Regions from separate parts of the Mus musculus genome. Here regions 1, 2 and 3 are each linked to region 4. A link is a contact called in public Hi-C, HiChIP or PLAC-seq and promoter capture Hi-C data. All regions are on one chromosome and are shown on one strand. Each heading gives the region's core, a stretch centred on a gene start, on an enhancer-like site or on the middle of the called end of the contact. The rest is flanking DNA. Distances are from core to core; before and after follow the strand shown.

Evidence for each region. Hi-C and Micro-C count contacts between places; a contact is called where the count stands out from the background. HiChIP or PLAC-seq counts read pairs in DNA pulled down with a chosen protein or histone mark. Capture Hi-C pulls out chosen DNA fragments and counts their contacts.
Region 1: a promoter capture Hi-C map of adipose tissue shows a contact between it and region 4. The contact joins two enhancer-like sites. A contact is called at or near these places in 1 of 15 datasets of contacts at CTCF or cohesin (the NIH/3T3 cell line), 1 of 484 Hi-C or Micro-C datasets (nephron progenitors), 2 of 115 datasets of contacts at active chromatin or transcription factors (embryonic basal ganglia and fibro-adipogenic progenitors) and 1 of 9 other capture datasets (adipose tissue).
Region 2: an H3K27ac HiChIP or PLAC-seq map of embryonic stem cells shows a contact between it and region 4, with 5 times the contacts expected there. The contact joins two enhancer-like sites. A contact is called at or near these places in 1 of 15 datasets of contacts at CTCF or cohesin (the NIH/3T3 cell line), 1 of 484 Hi-C or Micro-C datasets (the N1E-115 cell line) and 1 of 115 datasets of contacts at active chromatin or transcription factors (embryonic stem cells).
Region 3: a contact with region 4 is called in a Hi-C map of the N1E-115 cell line, with 4 times the contacts expected there. The contact joins two enhancer-like sites. A contact is called at or near these places in 1 of 15 datasets of contacts at CTCF or cohesin (the NIH/3T3 cell line), 2 of 484 Hi-C or Micro-C datasets (the N1E-115 cell line and frontal cortex) and 2 of 115 datasets of contacts at active chromatin or transcription factors (embryonic stem cells and fibro-adipogenic progenitors).

What each region holds. Positions count from the first base shown.
Region 1 is chr2:135,886,639-135,889,934 of GRCm38.p6, reverse strand. The region is part of intron 4 of Plcb4 (phospholipase C, beta 4); the gene reads right to left. Among named protein-coding and RNA genes, the nearest start is that of Gm14210, 75 kb to the right of the region's middle. Within about 2 kb of position 1,469, at least 19 of the 459 cell types and tissues checked have an H3K27ac peak or open chromatin away from gene starts, as enhancers often do. A contact at or near this core is called in adipose tissue, where this site is marked.
Region 2 is chr2:135,854,829-135,857,990 of GRCm38.p6, reverse strand. The region is part of intron 3 of Plcb4 (phospholipase C, beta 4); the gene reads right to left. Among named protein-coding and RNA genes, the nearest start is that of Gm14210, 43 kb to the right of the region's middle. Within about 2 kb of position 1,715, at least 23 of the 459 cell types and tissues checked have an H3K27ac peak or open chromatin away from gene starts, as enhancers often do. A contact at or near this core is called in the N1E-115 cell line and embryonic stem cells, where this site is marked.
Region 3 is chr2:135,796,500-135,799,757 of GRCm38.p6, reverse strand. The region is part of intron 2 of Plcb4 (phospholipase C, beta 4); the gene reads right to left. Among named protein-coding and RNA genes, the nearest start is that of Gm14210, 15 kb to the left of the region's middle. Within about 2 kb of position 1,612, at least 73 of the 459 cell types and tissues checked have an H3K27ac peak or open chromatin away from gene starts, as enhancers often do. A contact at or near this core is called in the N1E-115 cell line, where this site is marked.
Region 4 is chr2:135,438,046-135,441,570 of GRCm38.p6, reverse strand. The region is part of intron 31 of Plcb1 (phospholipase C, beta 1); the gene reads right to left. Among named protein-coding and RNA genes, the nearest start is that of Gm31993, 100 kb to the left of the region's middle. Within about 2 kb of position 1,645, at least 73 of the 459 cell types and tissues checked have an H3K27ac peak or open chromatin away from gene starts, as enhancers often do. A contact at or near this core is called in the N1E-115 cell line, adipose tissue and embryonic stem cells, where this site is marked.

The sequences.
Region 1 (3,296 bases), core at 220-2,719, 450 kb before region 4:
ATATGATCTAACCAGTACCCTCAGAGCTCGTGTCTCCAGCCTAGTCGGCCATCATTGGGAAGAGAGGCCCTTGGTATTGCAAACTTTATATGCCCCAGTACAGGGGAATGCCAGGGTCAAGAAGCAGGAGTGAATGGGTAGGGGAGCAGGGCGGGGGGGGGGGTATATAGGGAACTTTCGGGATAGCATTTGAAATTTGAAATATATATAAAGAAAATATCTAATTAAAAATGTGCTAAAAAAAAGAAAGCTTGAAGATACTAATGAATGAAAAAAATTAGAACAGACTATACTAGCCATTTCATGTAATTATTGGCAGTTTCACTGAGTAAGTTCGTTTCTATAAAACATATTGTTCTGGGAGAATATTTTTATAACTCTGAGTGAATCTCTTTTTTCCTTAACTGCTTGGTTTTGTTTTGGTAATAATGTGTGCAAATCCGTGGTTTGTGTGTAAATGTTTACTGTCTTGGGTCACTAATCCATGTAGTGGTATGCTAAACAGAAAAAAATGATGAGATTAATATCAATAACCCAGACTGTTTTTAAAACTCCCTTACTTTTACACTCGTAACACCTCCCTTCCTTCCCTTTCAGACTTCATCAACATACCTGAGGAGGCAAACCAGACACACTGCCATCCTGAGGACAGTGATTCTACCTCAGAGAAACCATCTCTGTTCATTTCTGCAGTTTTACATGCCCTCTTCCTTCCAATGCTAGGATCCCGGAACATGTAACACCATTCTGCCCTAGCTCTCTCATTTGATATTATTATACACATTCATTATCCTGCCCCAATCCTGAGTGTCTCCTCCCATCTCTGGCTCATATACAACTAGACCTTGGGGACTTGAAAGAGGGGCTGGAAACTCTAGGTCTTGAAATCACTCTTATAATCTCACCTACGAGTAAAGAGGTTCCCATGCAGCAAGAGCTGTGCTGCACAACCCAGAGTTGCCCTGGGCGTCCGTCAATCAACCTCTCACACTGAGAAAGGCAACTGATCGAGCCAAAGGAGTGGGAAGCTAAGAGGTTGGTTAGTAGGAGTCTGCAGAGTGTCGGCAAGGCACGATCAGGAACAGCCCTTACCTGTGTGTGCCCTTTGCGGTGCTCACCGACCGCTTGCCTGAACATTTTTCTCGGAACACAAGAAAACTAACAGTGTGTCAGTGTGGTAGAATCTTCTAGATGAAGAGCTACATACGCATACTGGGTGCCTATCCTGCAGGACTAGGGCCCTCTGGGGTCCATTTGTTGTTTGTGTTTCAGGTGAAACCAGTGACCTGGCAGATGGAGCTGTTCAAGGTCTTAACTTGTAAATGTCAGGGTTATGGCTCTTACCAAATCTATTGTGTTCATGGCCGCTTATTTGCCAGAACTTTCCAAACCACAGGAGTCTTTCTTTAACTATCACATGCTTGGATGACAAGGAGCCAGCTCCGTGGGCAGGGAAGGCCAGATAACATTATCAATGCTGTTATTTTAAAGGCTGTTCTGAGGAAGGACCTGGGTGTTTTTACAAGAGTCTGGCAGACATTAGCACTTGCATTTCTGAGTCGTTTCAGAGTTTGTGCCAAATGACGTAATGCCCAAATGCCTGGCACAACCTTTATTATAGGAGGCAGAAGTCAAGTGAATGGGAAGACAGGAAACATGGTTGAAGGAAGATTGGCACAAAAATCTAAATCACTGGATAAAGAACCATTTCTTTTCAGACCTTCTTCCTTCACATTCCCTATTTTCTACCACAGTGATGATCAAAACATTGTCTGAGTTCAAAGGATGTGGCAATGTCAGAATGTCAAGCCCTAGAGCCTGATATGGTAGCACACGTTTATAGCTCTCACTTCCTTGGGGTACTGAGAACAGATGTAACAACAGGTGTTGAGTCAGGTGTAACAACAGGTGTTGAGTCAGGTGTAACAACAGGTGTTCAGTCAGGTGTAACAACAGGTGTTGAGACAGGCAACAGGTGTTGACTCCGGTGCAACAACTTCTAAGCAGAACATTGAGGCCAGACCAGGACAACTTAGCATGGACATGTCTCAAAACACACAGACACAGAGAGACACACAGACACACAGACACAGAGACACACAGACACACAGACACACACACAATCTGAGGATATAGAGGGGGCAGAGGAAGGACAAGGATTCAAACTTACCTTCCTTGAAGTCCTGGTGCTCCCAAACCTGTAGGGTCCTCTGTTATGGTTTAGAATTTGAATATCTCCATGGTAACACTAATGAGTACTGATGGAACTTTAAGAGGTGGGTCTTGACGGGATGCCTTTGGGTCGCTGGGGTGTGCCAGCTCTAACAGGTGCTCCTTATCACTGCCATTTTAGGCCCAAACTTTAGGGTTCACCTGACCTGGCACTGGACCCTCGAAAATTGGAACTAAAGTGAATTGTGTCCTCCCTGCTTCCTCTTCCTGCCTCCCTTCCTTCATCACTCTAGTGGTGTGACAGACAGAACCCAGAGCTGTAAGCTAATGTCTACCACACTGTTCCATTACTGCTTGCCAACCTAGCAAGTTTTGAGATGGGATCATGCTCATAGCACAGGTTGGCCTAGTACTTGCTATATAGCCTTAGTCTCCCGAGAGTGTGAATTAGAGAGTGGGCAGTTTACCAGTTATCAGTTCATTATATGGACATTTTATAATGTTGGAACACTGACTAATATCACACATTATAAACAATTCTTTAAACAGCTACCAAAAGAGCTGTCTCCAAAACATAAATCAGAGCATGTCAGTCTACGTTGAAAATAATCTTGCACACAGCAATGAGGATGAAGTAGAAGCTCTCGACCTAGTTCCACACCATTGTTCTCATACTTGAGTGTGCAGTGGCGTTCTATGAGGGCTTTGTTAAAATCTAAGTGGTCCATCCCCACAGCCTCTTTTAAGGAGGCATGCTGAGTGGGCTCAAAGCTTTGTTGGTTCTGAGGATGCTGAGTGGGCTCAAAGCTGTGATGGTACTGAGGATGCTAATCTGGAACCCTCATTTGGCAACCTCTGCTCTACAGAATGAAACTGCCCAGTACCTTTCTAACTGCTCTCCCCTTCTTGACTCCCAGTTTGGTCCTGATCCAACTTTGGTCCTGATCTTTAATATTCTGACTGGAGTCAGCCTTATGACTTCGAATCTACAGGATTCATGTCTTAGAAGGCTCTTGACCAACCTGGCCCCATCTTATCAATCACGTCCTATCATGGTCACCTCCTGAATCAGGTTGCCCTTCTTACCTAGCTCATACCACCCCCCCCCTCCTGTACTCCCGAGG
Region 2 (3,162 bases), core at 466-2,965, 420 kb before region 4:
AAGATGTGCCCCCCACCCTGCATGAATGGCAGTATATTACTAAAAGAGACACTCTTTTGCATGTCTCTGCAGCTTCTCCCATCAAAAGAGGGAGACTATTTCTCTCCATGGCATTACACATGTGCTCAGGCATATGCCCTGTGCTTAGATACACACCTTCTGTTTGGAACACTGCAGGCTGTGGGAAACGATAGCCTCACTCACTCAATCATCACAACTATGGCCCCCAAATCTGTGAACAAGGCCACCTCTTGTCATCTGTTCCTCGATGAACTGGGTCTGAACAGCCAAATCACCTGACCAATAAACCAAGTTATGAGAGAAAAGAAAACCAGGACTGTTTTATAAGTCCATACAACTTCAGAGTAATTTGTAATGCAGGAAACGAGAAATAATATATCTTCACAAACAAGGAAGGAAAAATGAGAAAGAGATTTCTGCAGCCTCTAGAGGTTGAAGGCCTGTGGGGCAGTGGACTGTGCCACCAGACAGAAGAACTGGTAAGGTAGTAGCAAGTTCAGAACCCCAATAACTCTTAGAAGTGAGAAGAACAGGAGTTTGAACTAGTTCCCGACCAGGTTCCTGTCCTGGAGGACATGACCTCTCTACCCCACTAAGAGGACCATGACAACCGGTCAGATAGCATAAAAACTTGATGAAAAAAAAAAAAACTTTATAAAAGGTTTTGCTGGGTATGTTGGCACACGCCTTTAATCCCAGCACTTGGGAGGCAGAGGCAGGCGGATTTCTGAGTTCGAGGCCAGCCTGGTCTAAAGAGTGAGTTCCAGGACAGCCAGGGCTACACAGAGAAACCCTGTCTCAGAAAAAAAAAAAGAAAAAAAAGGTTTTATTTTTGAGTTTTCCATGCTAATGAGGTATCTAGATAGGCCCCAAGTGTTTAGCCAATGAGCTTCCCTTCATCAAGGACAGTCATGGGAGGAGGCCATGGGAGGAGGCCTTTGTCATTCAGAGCCTCACCCAAGTCTCGCCCCTCTTCCAACTGATCCTTACTCCTAGCCTAGCCTGCCTTAGGTCCCTGGAGTTTGAGAACTACAGCCTCCATCCCACCTCAGTGCCCACTGTTTCTCACCTGGAAAAACTCCGAGAGCTGGGACCCCATCTCAGACTGCATTTCACCTTCCCTAAGCTGTAAAGCAGAAATGACCAACAACAAAAGCCCATTCTCAGTACGTTGCACAGAATGATATTGTTAAGGAATACAAACGAGATCCAAGCTGGCTATGGTAAAACATCCCTGTAATTCCAGTACTTGTATTCAGGAGACTCAGCCAGGAGGATGAGAAGTCAAAGGCCATTCTTGCATATAGAGAGAGCATAAGGCTAGATTGGACTGCATAAAACCCTACTGCAAGACAAAATAAAGAAGATCCAGGAAAGGAGAAAGGATCTCCAGGGACTGAAGAGGATGGGCAGTTAGAAACTAGCAAATGATCCTGGGTAGAAATTTGAGAACATAAAATAATAGGATTAATCATCTATCAGTGAATTTTTTTCAAGGAAGCATATAAAACTATAACATCGCCTTCTGGATGACACTAATTACTATGAGCAAACACATGTACTCTTTAGTATGAGCAGCCTGACAAGAAAAAGATCGTGGCTTATTTGTCTGTGACCCTCCCCCCTTCTCTATTCTCTAAACCCAGTCCCTAGCAGTAATAGGCACTTAGCAGACAACCAGAGACTATCTACAAAAGGAGTACATAATCGAATGAGCAATGACACGGAGGCCATTATTCCTCAGGGAAACAAAGCTACATGTCTATGTTTTAGTCTCGATTCCGTTTGATGTCAGGGTTTGCTTTTTCCCAAATTATTCTTATTAATGGATTCTCTTCCCTTCCAAGCAATGAGTATGGCCATGTGATTCTGAAAGTGACTAAGGCTCTGAGTGAGGGCATCTGGCTTCTATAACAGTATTGTGTAGCAGGGACTGTCTAACAGCCATTTACAACATCCAGCTGCATTTTATGTTTAATTTGAGTGTCTGGTCCTGTTGGTAAATCACTTGCTATATCAATAACACAATCATGAAAAAAGATGTTCAAAGTGCAGTGTTAAAGCTTCAATGCTACTTTTTTCTTATTAAAGAAAGAGCACGCTAGTATGTATATGTGTGTTGTGTGTTGTGTAGTGTGTGTGTGTGTGTGTGTGTGTGTGTGGTGTATGAGGATTAAGAGTACATGTATGGCATTGTGTATGTGTGTTGGTCAGAACACAACTCTGTGGAGTCGATTCTATCCTTTCACCTTTATACAGGTTTATGAAATCAAACTCAGGTCTTTAAGCTTGCATAATCAGATAGCAATGTCTTTACCCACAGAGCTCTCTGCCAGCTCACTTTTTTCTAATTAAACCAAGTCAGAAGGAAAAGACATGCATTTGCTATATACAATTTTCTAGGAAGCCTAGCTTTTAAGTCATCCTCAATTCAATTAAGAAAAGCATTCACATCTACATTTCACACTACTTAGACAATCAGTCTAAACATAAGAGCCTATACTTTCTGAGGAAAATGTAGACAATAAAATATGTGATAAACATAAGAGTAAAACATGTTAGTGTTCAGTTTTACTTGAACATCTATTTAGCATCATGGTTCAACTGAATTACTTAGAAGTTCTCCTAGACCATACCATCCTATCCTTTATAACTAATGAGCCATGGGCTATTGTGAATATGGTAATATAACCAGCCTAACAGATATGGCTCAAAGCTTAAAGAACCACTAATCCAAAATGTTATTTTACATGTATAGAATGTGGTAATTTTCAGATTCATGGCAATGCTTGTTAAGGGTTAAAACCGACTTCAAATAGTAAGTTGTGCAGTGTTCTCTCTCCTCTAACCTGAAGAAAGCTGCCTTGTGACTAAGTTGCATTTGAGAGAGGAAACTTAGGCCTAAAGCAATTCCCAAATTTAAACAAGATATCCTTGTCCTGGAGTCAGCATATGAGTGTTATGACACTTTACTTTTGCTACAAAATTTAACAGTTCTTTTAAAAAGCAAAGTTCCTGAGAAAGTCTGAGACATGATTTAATATGGGAAATTAATTCTGGGGAAACTTTCAAAACAGCATCTATTATGTAATATGTGGTATGCCTCTTTAAAAAACTTTTTTTTCTTCCCATGGGATAGCT
Region 3 (3,258 bases), core at 363-2,862, 360 kb before region 4:
ACCACAAAAGGGTGTACGTTACATCATTCCGTATGCATGACATACTTGAAGTGATTATCCAGATGGAGCACAAATCAGTGATTCTTCTTGAGAAAGAGCAGAGAAAAGGACGTGGCCCTTGATCTTAGGAGATAACAGCACAGGAAGCCTATACAATGGAGATCCTCGGAATTTGTCTGTGGTGGCGGCCTGTGGATCTGCATAGGCAATTAAGCTATATTGAACACACACGGAACCCTATGAAATCTGATAAGCTCCATCAGTTATATCAATTCACAATGGCACTGCGGTTCTGTGTGGTTTTTGCCAATGGGGAAAACTAGAAAATACAAGGAAGACAAGCTAAGAGCTGAGGCAAAAGCTCCATGGTGGAGCACTTCCTTTGTCAAGGCCAAAGTCACCCTGCCCTGTATGCACCCCCTGCCCAAGGATAGATAGGTGCTTCCGAAAAGGCTGGAGACTGTTGTTTATGGGAGATAGCAAAGCCACGGGGTTTCCTTCCCCGAAACAAGGTACATAGGCAGGAAGTAGGTCAGGATAGATGCTTACCCCTGATTGGCCTGATTGGAAATACAGTGACCATGTAGGCTTACATTTTTAAGCCTCTGCAAAATGTGTCGCCATTTTCTGGGAACCTAGGAATTGATCTGGCCAGAGTCCATCATCCTCACCAGTATTTAATTAAAGCTTGCTTTCAATTTTGGCTCAAAAAACGGTCCAATTGGTCTTTCTCTCACAATTTTCAGGTTTAACAACTTACCATGACAAAGCCTGAGGTTCAGCCTTCAGCAGTACAAAACAACAAAGGTTAAATAAAGTAGGTTTAATTTCTAGAAAATATTTTATTTAACCCACTAATTTCCAAATACTTTCATATAATTAATCCACATGTAACTGGTGCAAAAATGAAGTTTGTTGTTTTTGTTGGATTCCAAGGCTTTGGGATCTACTGTGGACTTTACATGACCATCTCTCAATTCAAACTAACCTCCTTTAGAGTACTCAAATGGTCACATGTGACTTGGCTTCCAGGACTGAGCAACAGCGCACCCACTCCTCAAATCCCTTCAGTGGTACATGATCTTCACTGTGACACATCTTTCTTTTTGGAAGTCTCTGGCAGACACGCTTCATAAATGAAAGCCTTAAATATTGGATAGTCACCAGAAACTATGATACTGCCTACAAAGAATAGCACTGGTAGTATCAACTTCAGTCTGTCCTGGATGGTAGTTTCAATGCTGCATTTGTTTTGTTTTGTTTTGTTTTGTTTTGTTTGGAAACTAATTTCTAGTCTCTCTAGAAACAACACACAAGTCTAGTTGCAGGAACTATGGTGTGTTAGCTGTGCTCAAGGACTAAGGCCTCTGGGCCTCTGGGCCTCTGGGCCTCTGGGAGTCACTCTGTCAGGCCTTCTGCCTTGCTCTCCCATTTCCCTCTGGTGACTGGAGGCAGGATCTCTCACACAAGAGAACCTTGTGTGCTTGCTCTGTCAGCCTTGGAACTGACACCATCACGAGGGAAGAAGAAACAAGTGATGGAGTATATGATAGAAGCTCTGAAAAATATATAGAATTAGGCCAAACCTCCTGGGAGCTGAGAAGCAAAACAGGAAGCAACTGGGTCTGAGCTGAAGCTGCAGGGCTCAGAAGAGCAGACTACTCACCATCCCCCATCCTTGCAAGCAAAAATAAAGAGAGAAAACACTGTTGCAAACCAGAGCCTGGGGGCGTAGGAAGAGAATGGATTTGGGAGTGAGAATGGGCTATCGTTGAGAATGCAAGTCAATTAGCCTCGCCTGGACCTAGTTTCCTCATTTGCAAAGCAGTAAAATTATCTACCAAATTCACCCTTTTAAAGTGAAATGGGATCATACACAAGGCAGGCCTATCACAGGCCTGTGGCTGTTCAGTTACAGTCCTCCACGTCTCCTTTACTTCTGCTGTCAAATCACTGGGAGAATAGAGAAACAATCTGGGCAAATTAAACAAAGACTAGGAACATGGGAAATGCAAGGGCTGATGGCTCCAGAAAAAAAAAATGCCAGAGAGAAGGGGGGAAAAAAAAACCTGTTTCCTCTCAATGTGTTATAATTCCCCTCTGCCAGGCTGCTGGGAAAGCGGATTTCATAATCAATCTAAGTTTACAGATGCTTCAGGGAGGTGTAGAGAGGACGCATGTGAGACACAGGAGAACTGTGATCTCCAGTAAATCTAGAAACATAGAAAAACACAAACTCAGGACCTCAGGGAGCTCTACCTACATAATCTACACAAGCACAAAAACAACAACAAAAAACCCCACGACAAACAAACAAGCAAACCAAAGGGACAGCTTACCAGAGCTTTGGAGGGCCTAAAGCTCTCCCCGAGTATTTAAATTTGGATTGGTATCTATATGGTTTATTTTGCTTTGCTTTGCTTTGCTTTTTTGCCACACACAACTGGTCAACCATCTGTTCCATGAGACTATATATCAGGAGCAGGCCCACAGGGTCCTGATGATAATTTGTTTTCGACTGATGCACTTGACTACTGTAAACTCTTCAAAGCCAAGAACAGAGATACTAGTACCAGACCACCAAAACAGGTACCATACTGAAAATGGCGCCCAAATGCATAGGAAGACAGCAGCTAGCTCTCGGTTCTCTTTCCTATCCACAACGATTGGTGTTAGTAGGAACTTAAGCAGCTGGTTTATGAATGGTTCCAACATAGGCTGGTCACCTGGAATGGCACTTCACATGATATGAGCCAGCTTCTGGGAGAGCGTGAGAAGAGTTCCATGCTCTTTGCAGACAGAGCTGCTGCTACTGGCATCAGGCAAGCAGCCTGAGATGCTACAAGTAATACACGAAGCAAGATAAGGTCACTATAGGAAACCACAGCAACCAAAGTCAAATGAAATGGAGAAGTACTTAGATGTTCTCGCCCTCCAGGGACGTTCAGGGCACACCAGAGCCTGGATTCTGAAGCATAGACTGTTTTAATGATAAAGATCATTAATCAAATAGAATAACTATTATTGTGCACGCACATGATAAAATTCATTCTTTCTAGTGTAGTTCTGCAGTTTTTGTGAAACGCATAAACTCATACAACGCCAATCATTTCACAAAACAATCCCCCTGCTGTCCTAACAACCCCACACTGCTCCTTTGTGTCACCCTCACTATCTAATTCCTACACAACCATTTACCTGCTTTCTCTTCCTAGACGTATGTACCAATAGATGGTTCTTTTCCTCTGAAAAGTGCCT
Region 4 (3,525 bases), core at 396-2,895:
GAGGGGAGGGGAGGGGAGGGGAGGGGAGGAGAGAGGAGAGATTTGTGTTGTAAATTTTTACAGGAAAATAATATATTAGAAATATACTAATAGGATCTTTCATGAGACATCAAGAAGGGAAAGTTGTAAACAAAGAATGTTTTCCAATTCTTAAAATGTAGCATAGGGCTACCTACTACATGCAGTTCAGAGTTAGAACTGGGTGTGGTGGGGCAGGCCTATCACCTGACCTCAGGAGGTAAGGGTGGAGAATGAGAGAGGAGGAAGGAAGGTCACTCTCAATTCCATTGAGAAGTTGAAGTCAGTCTGAGCTACATGTGGGCAGGAGACTGCCACCAAAACAAAACCAAAGAAGCAGAAAAATAGAACTAGTGAATTTTGAAAAGTCACTAGTCCATGTGGCAGATTCTACACTTGCCAGGAATGTGATGCATTGCATTATTTTGCTGGGACCTTGGACATGGAGGTGGTGGTCGTTTGGGGTAGGGTCTATGGCAGCTAAGTCAACTTGACCTTGGAGACTTCCACCTCCAGCTGGTGTCAAGGGAGAACAAAAAATTAGGATGGAAATGCTGGCCTCTTTTTCTTATTTCTACCTCCTTACCAACAACATTGTTCAAAATACAGTCTCAACCCCATTTCTCTGGTAAGGCATCTTAGAACAGGGGTCGGGGGTGAGTGGGAGAGAACCTGTCAACATCTTAACTCCATTTTGTGATATTTGAGCCACTTCTCCATCCATATGCTCACAAACATTAAAGGGAGATTCCTGTATCAATTCTCCATTAGGTCACATCCCTTTTCCTTCAGGTGTTTTTCGCTACCTCCAACAAACTCTAAATGCACTGAGCACACATCATTTCAAATTTTCCCTATCCCTGTTATGTTATTTAAACTTTTCCTACATATCAATTAGTTGGAAATAATAAGTCTTTAGGCTATCCATTAATTGCTGCGCTGTAGACATGATCTGTATTTAAAATTATGCGAGGAAAATTAAGGTGAAGCACGAAGGAGGCTTGTCTAATGGAGAAGGCTTCCTAGCCCTTCAGAGCAGCAAAATGGGAGATACTGGGGCTGAGGTGGGGCTCCCCTCCTGGTTTCCTCTCATCTACTAGTGTGAGATCTGAAAACAGCCTGCCCCAGCTGTAGGCTCCTCTTCTTGCCTTTCAGTTTTTCATTTTGAATACTTACTGTATTTGGTCATGCTGCAGCAGAAGAAAATGATTGTCTGCCAAAGGCTCTTTTCTAGTGGAAATTTATTATAAATAGTTTAAAGGCAACGAGGCTTCATCATGAATTTCCCTCTTCTCCTCCCTCTCCCAAACACAACACATTTCTGGTCTGGAATCTTTCTGTAATCTTGGTTAAGTCTTGGGGAGGCTGGAAGGGGCTGAGCCATGGTAGAGCAGGGAGAGAAAAGAGATGTTACCAAGAGCCACCTCACCCACCAGTACTTTTATTTCAGTAAATGCTGCAGCTTTACTGGAAGATTCCTCGAGGGGAAAAAGTCAGGGAGCCCCTGCAGCTGGCACAGGGCCACTGGAGCTGTGACCATTTTATAAGAGTCTTTGCCTTTCTAATCACCAAGACTCCTGCTGTGCTGAGAAAAGTCCCACCCACTAGATCTATCTGATCTGGTCCCGCACCAGTGAGTGCCAGTGAGGATTGCAGAATGAGGATTAGAAAACCTGGGAAGTGAAAGGGAGAATGGGAAGAGTGTTTGGAAGAGGACCTTTTCCACAACTCACCCTGTCCTGGAAAGTTCAAGTTCAAACGTGTTGATTTTGCATTTGCATGCTCATCCGTTCGTTCGTTCTTGTTTTCTTTTTCTCTCAGGCTTCTTGTTTTGGCCTCCCCATGATTAATCATTTTGACTGTGGATCCTGAAAAGCCTGGCATAGTGGAGTCATTTTTGCCCTCTAGTGGGGAAATAATGTATTGAACTATTTCTCATGCTTTGTACTCCTGGCCAATACATGTTTAGATTCAGTCAGAGAAACAGGCTTTATCTTTCCTCTTCCCTACACTGTTTTTGAAAATCCTTAATAGGCATATGTTTTCATAGTTTCTCAAGTTGGAGTTGCTCTTTGGGTCCTTCCTATCCCGTCTTATTGGAAACGAGGTCTCACTATGTTGGCCAGGCTGATCTTAAACTCTGGATTTGAGAGATCTTTCCTGGTTCAGCATCTCTAGCCTTAGAGTCCTGAGCTACTTCCTGGGGGAGATGTTATCAAGTGTCTACTCACCTCACACAGGACATTGACACACTAGAGGAATGATTCTACCAAAGTCCTGCTTGGTGAGCCAATGAGTTCATGGAGGTTACTCTTTAGGACTGTGCGCAAAGGCCTTTTTTTTTTTTTTTTTTTTTTTTTTTTTTTTTTTTTTACAAGAATGTGCACAGCTCACCTGCTGCACATCACTGAAAACCCCGCACCAGCACGGGTGTCAAGGAAGTGCACTATGGACTAGTCCTTTCAAAACAGTTCATCTACTGTGTACTTTAGCTCTCACCTAAGACCACACAGCTGGTGACAGCAGGAGTTAACAGGTAGAGTTGCAGGCAAGGGTCTTATGGGAGACCTCTACAGCTTTCTCTGCTAGAGAGTATCAACAACTCCACTACCATTACTACAGACATAGCCACCCTGCATTGTTTGGCTTACTTTGTTGCCCTGGCGAGGCTGTACATTCTATACTTCTACTCAATTATGGCTCTTGGTCATATCGGGCAGGGGGAAACCACTCACTAAATAGTGTTTAACCCAGGTTATGACATGTAGACCCACTTATTCTAACTGTAACAAATTAGTGTTGAATGGACTGTTGGATCCCCATCATTGCCTGAATGAAATGTGTGTGTGTGTGTGTATGTGTGTATGTGTGTGTGTGTGTGTGTGTGTGTGTGTGTGTATGTGGTATGTGTGTTTGTTATGTTTGTTTTGTGTGTGTATATGTGTGGTATGTGTGTTTGGTGTATGTGTTTGGTATATGTGTGGTGTATATGGTGTGGTGTGTGTGTGGTGTGGTATAGTATGAGTTCTTGAGAAGTTTTCAAATACATGTTTTTCCTATTATCCTTAGAGGGACTTATTACTGGAGTATTTACATTCAAAATGTAGGTGACCTCCCTGGCTCTCAGCATCCCATCGGTTCTAGGAACTATTATCTTGTAGACTGACACAGTGAAACTTCTGACCACCAGACGATGGAAGTGATAAAAGCTCACTTCTATCATTCCTGGGCTCCCCAGGGCTGGATGGATGCGATTTTCTGTTTACTGTGTTTCTGATACCATTACAGTAGGTAGCCCTGGGGAGGCAGGAATGACTGTTATTATAGTAGAACAGGAACAGTGTGTAGAGAGAAATGAAATCAGAGCTCACACGGTGCTTGCAGATGTCTGATGATTACTGGAACTTTCATGCCTTTGGATGTGAAAGTGCTACTTCTCTCACCCAACTCATCTATCCTAGAAGGGGCACACTGGGGTGCCTGCTCACACATTTCTTATGTGACTAA